2 separate regions of the Mus musculus genome follow, and region 1 is linked to region 2. Evidence: chromatin contacts called from public HiChIP or PLAC-seq data. All regions are on one chromosome and are shown on one strand. The core of a region is the stretch at or near the end of the contact, and the rest is flanking DNA. Distances in the headings are between cores, read along the strand shown.

Evidence for each region. HiChIP or PLAC-seq counts read pairs in DNA pulled down with a chosen protein or histone mark.
Region 1: a contact with region 2 is called in an H3K27ac HiChIP or PLAC-seq map of bone marrow-derived dendritic cells, with 4 times the contacts expected there. The contact joins two enhancer-like sites. A contact is called at or near these places in 3 of 115 datasets of contacts at active chromatin or transcription factors (bone marrow-derived dendritic cells, microglia and pancreatic cancer cells).

The regions. Positions count from the first base shown.
Region 1 is chr10:59,930,804-59,936,810 of GRCm38.p6, forward strand. No RefSeq gene overlaps it. Among named protein-coding and RNA genes, the nearest start is that of Ddit4, 18 kb to the right of the region's middle. Within about 2 kb of position 1,983, at least 136 of the 459 cell types and tissues checked have an H3K27ac peak or open chromatin away from gene starts, as enhancers often do. A contact at or near this core is called in bone marrow-derived dendritic cells, where this site is marked.
Region 2 is chr10:59,232,706-59,238,996 of GRCm38.p6, forward strand. No RefSeq gene overlaps it. Among named protein-coding and RNA genes, the nearest start is that of Sowahc, 14 kb to the left of the region's middle. Within about 2 kb of position 3,401, at least 60 of the 459 cell types and tissues checked have an H3K27ac peak or open chromatin away from gene starts, as enhancers often do. A contact at or near this core is called in bone marrow-derived dendritic cells, where this site is marked.

The DNA.
Region 1 (6,007 bases), core at 733-3,232, 700 kb after region 2:
TTCCAGAAATGAGTGTTTGTCAGATTTGGCGGCAAGCATCTTTACCTATCCTATTTTCAGAAGGTGCCATTCAGGCAGGTCCTGGGGGCCAGGAGTACAACATCTTCCTCAGCCGATCCAAGAGAAAGACCTAGAAATCTGAGTACCTCCTCCAGACAGCCTGCTCTCATCAGTTTTGGCGTGGAGGCTCATTCACACTCAGCGTTTGTCAAGGGTTTGGGTCTTAGGAATCCCCCAACTTCGGTCTCCCGATTCTTTCTACTGTAGAGCATATGACCACTGTGTGGCAGGTCCTGGAAAGAGCAGGCTCTGTGCCCAGTGAAAGAAACCGGATTTTGCTCTCTGTTGCTGTAGCAACCACATCTCCCTGAGCGTTTTCTCATTGGCTACTAAAGTTGACACCTTGTCTATGCCACCAGAAGGAACCAATCAAAAACAGTGCGTGAGACCAAGCTGGGTGCGGGTCTGCACCCTCAAGCCAGCTGTAATATGTGGATGTCAGTAGGGCCCTGGAGCTGGGAGGGCAGGGGTGGGGGGAAGCTTGGGGGGGGCGACATCTCTTCCCACGCTGAGCGGGGTGCAGGGAGTGGGTAGGAGGGTGGATTTCTTCTAGACAATCCAGATGGATACTGAGGCCGTGGTTGCAAGGTTGGAGAGTCCGAGGCCAGATGAGGAGGGAGTGTAAAGGAAGGTGATAAGGGCCTTTCTTCTTCTTCTTCTTCTTCTTCTTCTTCTTCTTCTTCTTCTTCTTCTTCTTCTTCTTCTTCTTCTTCTTCTTCTTCTTCTTCTCCTTCTCCTTCTCCTTCTCCTTCTCCTTCTCCTTCTCCTTCTCCTTCTCCTCCTCCTCCTCCTCCTCCTCCTCCTCCTCCTCCTCCTCCTCCTCCTTCTCCTTCTTCTCCTCCCCTCCTCCTCCTCCTCCTCCTCCTCCTCCTCCTCCTCCTCCTCCTCCTCCTCCTCCTCCTTCTTCTTCTGATTTTTCGAGACAGGGTTTCTCTGTGTAGCCCTGGCTGTCCTGGAACTCACTTTGTAGACCAGGCTGGCCTCGAACTCAGAAATCAGCCTACCTCTGCCTCCCAAGTGATGGGATTAAAGGCATGCCGGGCTGATGATAAGGGTTTTACCACCCTGGGTGACTGGTTCGAATCCTTATCCCCTTGTCGTTTCATGACTTCATACAGTGACCTATTGTCTCTGTTTCTCAGGGGCGAAGGAGGAGTCAACACCTCTTACTTTATTTTAATCCTCAGAATAAACATCCTAAGAACGTTTTGTTTTGTTTTTCAAGACAGGGTTTCTCTGTATGGCCCTGGCTGTCCTGGAACTCACTTTTTAGACCAGGCTGGCCTCGAACTCAGAAATCTGCCTGCCTCTGCCTCCCGAGTGCTGGGATTAAAGGTGTGTGCCACCACGCCTGGCCTAAGAATGTTATTTTGTTTGTTTTGTGTGCGTGTGCGTGTGGGAGAGGGGGAGAGAGAGAGAGAGAGAGAGAGAGAGAGAGAGAGAGAGAGTTGGTTGGTTGGTTGGTTTCGTTTTTTTGAGACAGGGTTTCCCTTGTGTATCCCTGAACTCTCTGTATAGACCAGGCTGACCTTGAACTCATAGAGATCCGCCTGCCTCTGCCTCCTGAATGCTGGAGATTAAAGGCATGTACCACCACTGCCTGGCTCAAAGAATTTTTGTTTTTTTAACTCTCTCAACTGGACCCAGCAATAGAGGAGTGGAACCTTCACCCCATTGTACAGACGAAGACACTGAGGCTCAAGGTGAGCCCAATACCCAGGCAGTAGTCCATGGGTATCTGGGGAAAGGAATAAGAAATGCCATTCCCAGCTCCACCCACCCTGACCTCAGTCGGCCTGCCAGGAAGGGCAGTTCGTGCCAAGACTGGTGGTTTCCTTTAGTCAAACTGCGTCAGACTCTCTCTGGGGGGTTAACCGACAGGAACTGGTAGCTCAGCCTTGTGAAAGATCAAAAAGGGGACACCAGGCTTCTGGGCACAGTTGAAGCTGTCCTTCAGCCCATACGTGTGCTCTGTGGGAGAGGCTGCTTGGGGTGAGCCCTGGACTTGATATTGAACAGGACCTTTCTGTGAACTTCACTTGCCTTAGCTGTAACTAAGGCTGATTTTTTTTGTGGGACATGAGTGGCTCATGTCTATAATCCCAGCACTTGGGAGGCACAAGAAGGGAAGGATTGCCACAAGTTCAAGTCTGTCCACACCTACATAGCAAGTTCCTGGACAGTTAGGAACACATAGGAAGGCTGTCTCACAAAACGGAGGGGGGAAGTAAGGATTATGAAGATTAACTCCGAGGGCCAGGGGTATAGCTTGTTGGTGGAATGCTTGTCTAGCACATTCGTGACCCTGGATCCCATCCCCAGCACGATTAATTAGTTAGGTAATTAACAACTTGGTAGTTCCATTGGTAGAGTGTGCTTGTCTAACATTTATGAATTCAAATCCAATGCCCAAATTCGAACCCTAGCACTCAAGAGATGAAGAAAAGAACAGAAACTCAAGGGCATCCTTGGCTACAAAGAGTTTGTGGTCAGCCTGGACTACATAAGACCCTGTTTTGCTGGGCAGTGGTGACACACACCCTTAACTCCAATACTCAGCAGACAGAGGCAGGTAGATCTCTGAGTTTGAGTTTGGAGCCAAACTGCTCTACAGAGCGAGTTCCAGGACAGCCAAGGCTACACAGAGAAGCCCTGTCTCAATCATTAGCATCATCACCAACACCAACACGCACAGGCTTCTTGGTGTGGCCTGTGCTGGTCAAAAGTCAGGAAGGATGCTTTCCTGGACCTCAACCAAACCAAAGAAACTTCCACCCAGAGGTCTTTGGGCCTCACTTCCTGGGGCCGGTTCTCCTTAGTAAACAAGGAGGCCTCAGCATGCCACAGGCTGGAAGGTTCAGTGCTGGGGGAGGGGGGGTTGTTTGTTTGTTTTTGTTTTTGTTTTTGTTTTGAAACAGGGTTTCTTTGTGTAGCCCTGGCTGTCCTGGAACTCACTCTGTAGACCAGGCTGGCCTTGAACTCAGAAATCCATCTGCCTTTGCCTCTCAAGTGCTGGGATTAAAGGCGTGCGCCACCACTGCCCGGCTCAGTGCTAGGTTCTGATCAACCTTTTTGCCAAATAGTCATTCCTTTCTCCAGTAAAGGAAAAAGGAAAAAAGAAGAGAAGTGGAGAGGAGAGGAGAGGAGAGGAGAGGAGAGGAGAGGAGAGGAGAGGAGAGGAGAGGAGAGGAGAGGAGAGGAGAGGAGAGGAGAGGAGAGGAGAGGAGAGGAGAGGAGAGAAAAAAAGAAAACCCGGACACGCCCACTTTGCAGACTGCAGTTCAGAGAAGTTGACAGTGCACCAGCAGGGTTGCTCAGGATTGCTCTACAGTATGTGCTGCAAATGCCTGACTCAGCTGGCTCAGGGACAGAGGGACCTCTGGAACTTTCTCAGCAGGGCATCCTTAAATCCTGAACAGACCCATTTGTCAAGTTGGAGCCAGGATGGTGTGCTGGCTATCTAACCCCAGCGCCCTACTGGTTCACTTTGTCCTTAATGGGGGCTGGCCTGGCACCAAGCCCCTGGGGGCAGAGGTCACCTTTCCTGACCTCCAGTCCCCAGCTCTTCCCTTCTGTGCCCAGCATGGTCCTCACCTCTGCTGCTCTGCTGCAGTTCCTCTTGTGGGAGGGCACTGCAGCCTTCCGGAGCTAAGTTAGTGCCTACAGCCTTGGGGGGCTATCCCACACTTAGCCAGAGTTAGAGCTACCCCGGTGGCCTTGCCGCTGTGTCTTAGCTTCTAAGCAGAAGAGTAAATCTTCCATGTCTCCAGCTGCTTTCTTCTCTCTAAAGCAAGCAGGATTTCTACAGCAGCCAGCTACTATGCTTGTGCAGGGCCCCTAGGAAGTCCCTTAAATGCCTTTATTTCTCAAAAGTCTATCATTAGATAAGTAGGACTAAATTGTTCCTACATCAACATCACAGATTTATTCTTGCTATATAATCTAGGCTGGCCTCTAAACAACCTATATAGCCCAGGCTGGTCTTGAACCTAAGTGATCCTCCTGCTGTAGTTCCCTACATGCCTACCTAGAATAGTGGATGTTATTCTTTGACATTACACATTACAGAATTCTTTCTTCTTTTTTCCCCCCAGAGCTGAGGATTGAACCCAGGGTGGAGCCCTTGCTAAGCACGCTCTACCACAAAGCTAAATCCCCAACCCCACATTACAGAAATCTTGAGAGCAGGTTTTGTTATCATAAACATGGTTTATTGTTTAACCATGCGTCCTGCATTTATATTCAAAGCCCCCCCATGAGCTTGTGTGTGTGTGTGTGTGTGTGTGTGTGTGTGTGTGTGTGTGTGTGTGATATGATATTACTAGCCCTCAAAATCTCCTCATGGATTATCTCATTTAACTCTTATAGCTCCTGGGACAGATTTTATTTTCCTTGTCTTATAGAGCAGGAAACTGAGGCCTGGGAAGGGTAGGACGCTTGCCAGATGTCAGGAAGTCTAGCTCCAGATTGTACCCAGTCTTCTACCGTTTAGTATAGTGACTGCACAGAGCTAACAACTGTTTGGTACATCCATGCAAGCGTGTACACCTGCACCCCCTTCAGCTCATGAGGGAGGCCTCGAGGACCACCCCACTGTACAGAGGAGAATGGAAGTGGCTGGTGACTGACAGTTTCAGGATTCATCCCAGTATCCCAGCTCAGACCAGCTCAGCGACCAGAGTCTGTTTAGTGGCTCCCAGAGACGTGCAGCACCGTGGGCTAGAAGCGGGAGATCCGGGGAACAAACTTCACCTCAGGGCTAGAGAGATGGCTCAGCGGTTAAGAGCACTGACTGCTCTTCCAGAGGTCCTGAGTTCAAATCCCAGCAACCACATGGTGGCTCACAACCATCTGTAATGGGATCTGATGCCTTCTTCTGGTGTGTCTCAAGATAGCTACAGTATATTCATATACATAAAATATGTCTTGTTTTGTTTTGTTTTGAGAAAATAAATTTTAAAAAAATTTCACCTTCTTTCCTTCCTTCCTTCCTTCCTTCCTTCCTTCCTTCCTTCCTTCCTTCCTTCCTTCTTTCCTTCCTTCCTTCCTTCTTTCCTTCCTTCCTTCCTTCCTTCCTTCCTTCCTTCCTTCCTTCCTTCCTTCCTTCCTTCCTTCGCTTGTCTCTTCTTCTGACCTTCTCTTTTCTCTCTTTCCTTCCAATCATTCATTTAGCCCCTGAGAACCCACTAAGGAAAAAACCCAGGGAGACTTGAACAAATATCCCCCCAAAGAGCCAACAGTCTGTAAACAAGCTGGCCATGTAGTTCAGAGGTAGAGCAATTGTCTAGGCTATGTAAGGCTCTGGATTCCACCCCACCCCTGTTCCTGCCCCAGCCTCTGTTTCTGGTTTTGAGTGTCTGGGGGGTGGGACCTGTGCAGAGTCTGCTGCCATTTAAAGCCTTTCCCTTTTCCTCAGCACAGCTGGGGAGAGACTGACCCGAGGTCAACCCAAGAACAATCCCAGCCTTACTTCAGAGCTGAGTCTCCCGCCACCAGGCTGGAGATGCAGAGAGAGCTGGGGAGGTCCTTTTGGGTTGGTCTGTGCTGCACACAACATTCACAAGGCCTCTTGCTCTTTGACTCCAGCCTCAAGCACAAGAGATAACCAAGCCTCCATCCCCAGTAACCAAGCCACGGCAGCAGGAAAGTGGGGAAGGCCACCCCTTAGGGCAGGGACAGGCCAGCTGATTTCAGGACTCCTTAGCTGATGGCAATGCAAACTAAGGAAGAGTCAAAACTGGAAAGGCCTCTTAGGGGTTGTCTCAAAATGACTTTGTGGAGCCTCAGTCTCCCCATCTGAGTGTAGTGAAGCAGTTCCTGAAGCCCATCTGTGGGGACTTCGTAGGGTCTGTGAATGCCCCGCCCCCATTTCCTCACTTCCTGGATCTTCATCTCCAGCGTGCTGCCCAGTTTGCAGAAGCAGAGACAAGGCTCAAGGGCTTGCCTG
Region 2 (6,291 bases), core at 2,151-4,650:
TTATCTCCGCAGTGAGAACAGCTTGTGTGCTCAAGACCAGAATTCTTGGAACTACTTTGTAACACTAGAGCGGAAAGAACCTTACTTTGAAGGAGACTCTTTAACTAAGTATGCATCTTGCTTCCTTCCCCAGACCTTCCTCCAGTAAGCCTAAAACTCTCATTATTACCTCTGCAAGACTTAGGAGTCACTGAACCCGTCTCTTTGTCCCTCCTCCCAATATATCACATTAATTAAGTCTCCTTTTCCCATTTTTCACCATTACCCATCTTTAATTGGTATTTTAGGATGGGTGACAGAATGGAGGCATTTTCCTTAAAACTAATAACATTTTTATTTATTATGTATTTTTGCATATATTTGATTTTTTTAAATGATTACATTGTAAAAATTACTTGTCTGGATGACTGACCTTCCCTCCATCACCATCTCTCTTCCCACATTTTGAGAGCTACCTTTGGCCATCTAAAGCTAGAGCCACTTCCTGGGTTATCAGGCAGAACCTAAGACAAGTCAAGTCAAGTTGGAGACCACAAATATAACAAACACAGAGAGAAAACACAGCCAAAGGAGCATGCACCCGACCTGGGGCTCCTTGGAAGGGAAAGGAAGGCCACTTCCATCCGCCAGCATCCTGGAAGTTTATCTCTTGTCAGACATCTAGGTTCCCTGTGAGGCAGCTTGGGAATGGGAGGAAGAGTCTGAGAACATATGAAAGACTGGGAGGCCTTAGCCAACCTTGGTTCATTCAAACAAGGGGATAGGCTTGAGCAAGTCTTCATTACAGGAACTTGGGAGAGAAAGATAGTATATAAAAGACCCAGAAAAGGTCATATGACCCTGGCTCTGTCCTTTTTGTCCCAGGCAAGGCCACAGGTGCAGTTGGTACACCTTCAAACTCCTCTATTTTTAGTCAATAAACTGTTTCTTTTCCTGTAACTATCCTTATGTCTTTATACAGTTCATTGAAAAAGACAATAAGAACTAAAACTCCAGCATCTGCATCCAGACACAGATCTGTGCTCTAACCTCTGGACTTAAATCCCTTCTGCTCTCCTTTGTGTCTTAATGACCTTTTTGTTTTTGTGGTGTTGAGGACATAACCCAGGTTTTCATGTACACTAGGCAAGTTCTCTATTCCACTCCTAGTCCCAAGTCTTGCAAGTATGATTCCTGAATGTTCTGGGAAAAATAAAATGTTTCATCTGTAACCTTGAGCAGAAAGTTCTCAAAGGGAGAATGTATAGTACTGGGAGCTGGGCTGCAGGAAACAGTTATTGTAAGAAACATCAAATATGACTCTTTTCCACCAAATATTATAAATCAGGTCTTTATAAGGAATTCAAATCTTTTTGTCTTCCTTGCCATATAAGACTTTGACTAGGATCTTTAACCCACCTCCTGCCCCCAACACACACACACACACACACACACACACACACACACACACACAGAGAGAGAGAGAGAGAGAGAGAGAGAGAGAGAGAGAGAGAGAGAGAGAGAGACTTTGTTTATACAAAGACCCTTTTGCTGCATTCCAGAAATTTGATGGTCTAAGGCAGCGACTTCTTCCTCCCCGCTCCTTCATTTCCTGTGACCGATTCTTTTAAGGCTAACTAATTGAAAGACTATGTGATCAGACCTCAGCCAACTGGGGGAAAGACACAGTCACCACCCGCATTAAAACCAAATACGTCCTGTGCCTGCTTTGGTGCGCAGTGCAACCTTTGCTTAGGAATGCACCAGCTATTCACATCAGCCAGAGAAACAAGTCTCTAGACTAGAAGCACAGACAGAGTTTGGGTGTTGCCTGCTTGTCGGACATCAGCTGCATCGAGCGACTCTGTGCTAGTTCAGTAAAATTACCAAGTCTCTTGTTCTTATTCACCAAATTGATGAATATTGGAAATGTTTATTCTACCACCACTTCAAGCCTCTTCCTCCAATCTGTCAGCCAACTCATTTACAATATAGCATTAACCCTAGACTCTTGGTAATCCAGTTCCCAAGACTGAGAGAAAATGAGCACCTCTGATGGCTATTCTTGGTTGTCAACGTGACTACATCTGAAATGAACTAAAACCCAAGTGAATGGGTACATCTGTAAGGGATGAATTAAATCATTTGAAGTAGGGAGATCCAGTTTTAGTCCCTATCTTTTGAGGTGGGAAAACATACCTTTAATCTCAACCATGTCACTGGCTGACAGCCTATATAAAGGACATGGAAGAAGGCTTGCTCTCTGCTTACTCTCACTGTTGCTCTTGTTAACAAGTCCGTTCCTTCGCTGGCAAGAGAGCCTACTTCTTAAGGATAATGAAGACCAGCTGAGACATCTAGCATCATAAACTGAACAGCTACAGGAAACTTAGGCCTTCTGTTGGTAGGCAGCCATTGTTGAACTAACTGATCCACAGTCTGTAAGACTTTCCTCTTTCTATATATAAATATAGATAGACAGATGACAGTTGGATGGATGGATGAGAGAAAGAGAGAGGATAGCCATCTACTATAAGTTCTGTTCTTCTAGAGCAGAGGTTCTCAATCCCTGGGTTGTAACCCCTTTAGGGGTTAAACAACCATTTCACAAGGTCACCTAAGTCCATTGGAAACCACAAACATTTACATTATATTTCATAACAGTAGCAAGATTACAGTTATGAAATGGCAACAAAAATAATTTTATGGATGGGGGGTTCAGGTCAGCATGAGGAACTGTATTGAAGGTTGTTTTGAGGAACTGTGTTAGGAAGGTTGAGAACCACTGTTCTAGAGAACCCTGACTAAACAGCACCCTAGAAATAAAAATATTGTAGAAGTGTATAACCTCACTCAGTCTTGGACTTCACAGTGACATTTAGAATCCTGCGGGTCTGTGAATCCCGCCATTATCCTTTGATTCTGCTCAGTCTGTGAGTAGCCTAACAAACGCTGCTCACAGTTTGCTTATTATTCCTGGGGCTGGAAACTCCAGGAACAATCTAAGAAAAGTGAAATCCCTAAAAGTCACACAGTGTCACTGAGTTTAGTGACTCCCTTTTCTGTCGAGGGATGGGACTTGGGACTTGCCTGGCAACTAAGAGAACTGTGTAAACCAGGAATTGAATCAACAACCATAAGGCAGTGGGGCTGTGATCCAGGGGAAATTGGGATCCTCTCCGAGGTTCCTTAGTCACACTGACAACAGAATTTAAGAACAGACTCAGATTGAAGCTTAAGGACAGTTTTGTTAGCATTTAAAGGAAAAAGCTCCCAGGTAAGCTGTAAGCTTCAGCAGACTTCTGGAGGAGGGCAATGACAGAGGGAAGAGAAAAGAAACATGCCTTTTAAGCTAGCGTGAAGGTCACTCATGGGCTGGAGAAGGAGCTACATGCAGGAAGGCATTAAAAAAGATCAAAGAGTCCCAAACATTGGGGAAGTCCCAACGTGTGTGTTAGAGAAAGCATGCTTAGAAAAGACAGAAGTGCAGGGGAAGTTGGGCTTTTCCTAATAATTAAAACAAAAAACAAACAAACAAAAAACGTAAGATTCCCAAAGCTGCAGGCCATGCCTATTAAGCTACTGTGCTGTTCCCTGGGAAAGTATGGTATCTTATTGAAGGACTAATTATTCTACTTAGCTCCTTAACATGGCTTAAGGCCAGCCAGCCCACCTTCTTCAGTGTGGGGTGATTCCTAGACCAGGTGATTGAGCCCAGTAGAATTTTAGATCACCTCCCAAGTCAGAGCCTCTGTTCTCTTGACCAGCATTTTTCTCTTCATGGGCTGTTATTGCCATCCTAAGAGCTGAAATCACATTCAGATTTAGGAAACAGCTCTAGACTTAAGAAAACTGAGCGAAGGCAACAGGCATGGGGTGACAATGGGTGACCAAGTTGTGCAATGACAATGAGGTAGAGGGGCAGGAGTTTCGACATGGGGGTGGGGGATTTCAGCAAGCTTAGGGGAACAGAAACTTCCTTGGCCAGGGTCTGGCAGAGTTTGTTCAGAAATGACTATGGTGACATCATCTCGTTCTGGCTCCATTTTGTGTTTGTGACACTTCTCAGCCCTCGATCCCTCCTCCCCACCACAGCCCTCGATCCCTCCTCCCCACCACCGTCTGCCTCAGCAACACATTAGAGATGTCCAGAACCTTGACCTCAGTCCACTTGTATTAGTCAAAGTAATAAAAGTAAACTAAAATAGCCCAAAAAGATAAAAGTCAAAGATAACTGGCATTGTGTCTGAGATAATTACCGTGCTCTGCTAGGAATGAACATTTCAAGGTTACTTTGACTTTCATCCAGTTTTGACATAAATTATAGTCTTTGTGAGTTTTTTTTTTTTAATTTTAATTTTTTCCTTTAAAAACTCTGTTTCCCTAAGCCTGGACACCAGGAGACTTTTTAGAGACACAAGCCCACTCTTGGTCTGGCCATCAAGAAAAAATGATAAAGCTTTGAACTGACTTAATCAACATGGTTAGCAATAACTATTTCTGTGTTGATCATTTCAGCTCAGGGTTTATTCCAACACACCTGAAGCAGGCTGAGCAGTTACTCAGGTGAAGACTACACTGCTGAAGAGACAGAAAGACCATGCCAATCATAGTGGGGGGTGGGAAGAGGGTAGTAGGAAACTGGCTGTTATAGTCAGGCATGTGCTGGAGAGAGGCACTAGAACCATTAATAAGAGGCCTCTTCTCCCTAAGCATGGGCTCTCACAGTATCTGAAGGAGCTTTACAAGGCACTAAGAGAGAAAACCACTAGTTCTCCTAGCTGTAATGCCTATGACCCACAATCATAGAATGGCAAGATATCCCAAATGATTTAATAACACTTATGTCCTAGGGATGGAGAGAGGCAGAATGATGTAAATACAGTACTCATATGAAATTCTCAAAAAAAAATTAATTACCTTAGGGGGAAAAGATGGAAAGATACTCCTATCTGTATTGGAACAATGGGAAGGATACACTTAGGGCAAGAGCCCACACAGCGGAGCTTGCACCCTGTGAAAGAAGTTCAGTGGGTTGCTTGCTGCTAGAACGTACAGAAGTTACTTCAAATGCTGTTAAAGGAGGGAGGAGCCCAGTCTAAGCTGACAGCCAAACTTGGAAGTGCCGTCATATGGTGCTGGTTTTGGAAGGGTGAAGGCAAGAGTCAGGACTTTGGGAGTTTTTCCTCTTAATTTTCAGAGAGCTGCTGGGGCCAGGCAACATGTGACAGGGGAATCCCTGTGAGGTCATGAGGGGCCATGGCCTGAAACTGTGAAAGTGAAGTCTGGGTTCCAGCTGAGATGCCAGAGCTGGGAGACATCTGCCAAGGACAGCTGCATACACGGGGAGAAGGAGGGGAAGAGGGAAGGAGAGATGGAGGAAGGAAAGAGGGTCGAGGGAGGGAGAAGCAAAGCTGGGGAGGTGGAGCTATCTAAAGTCCCAGATTACTCCACAGGGAGCAATAAGACCTGGTGTTTTGCTCTGTTGGGACCCTGTCTTCTTTTGGATCAGTACTTCCTTACTATGCCTCTATTCCTCCCTTTTGGAATGGGGAAGAATATTTTGTGCCATTATACGCTTAAAGTATGATATTTGCCCTTTGATTTTTACAGAGGGCTATTGCAAAGGGATCGTCTTGAATCTCAGAAGGAGTTTTGGATTTTTGAACAATTTTGAGGGAGTGGGATCTAGTGGTTTGAGTGAGCAATATTCTTCACAGGCTCGGCTACTTGAACACGTTCTTAGTCCCCACTTGGTAGTGGTTATACCATGTTTAGTAGATGTGACCTGGCTGGAGGAAGTATGTCACAGGGAGTGAGCTTCGAGAGCTCATTCTCTTGCTTCAATTCCAGCTTGTTGTCTTTGCTTCCTATGTGGATGGAAAGGTAATGAGCCAGCTTCCTCCTCTGAGTGTCTGCTTTCATATCTGTCTTAGCTAGGGTCTTACTGCTGTGAAGAGACACCACGATCCAAGCAACTCTTACAAAGGCAAATATTTAGTTGGAGCTGGCGTACAGTTCAGAGGTTTAGTCCATTATCGTCATGGCAGGAAGCGCAGCATCATCCAGGCAGACATGGTGCTAGAGAAGGAGCTGAGAGCTAGCTCTGAATCTTGATATGACTGCAGCCAGGAGAAACTTATTCTCCAGCACCAGAAGGAGCTTTAAGACCCACCCCCACAGTGATGTACTTCCTCCCACACGGCCACACCTCCTAATAGTGCCTCTTCCAATGGGCCAAGCATATTCAAACCACCACAATATTTTCACTGCCTCTCTCTCTCTCTCTCTCTCTCTCTCTCTCTCTCTCTC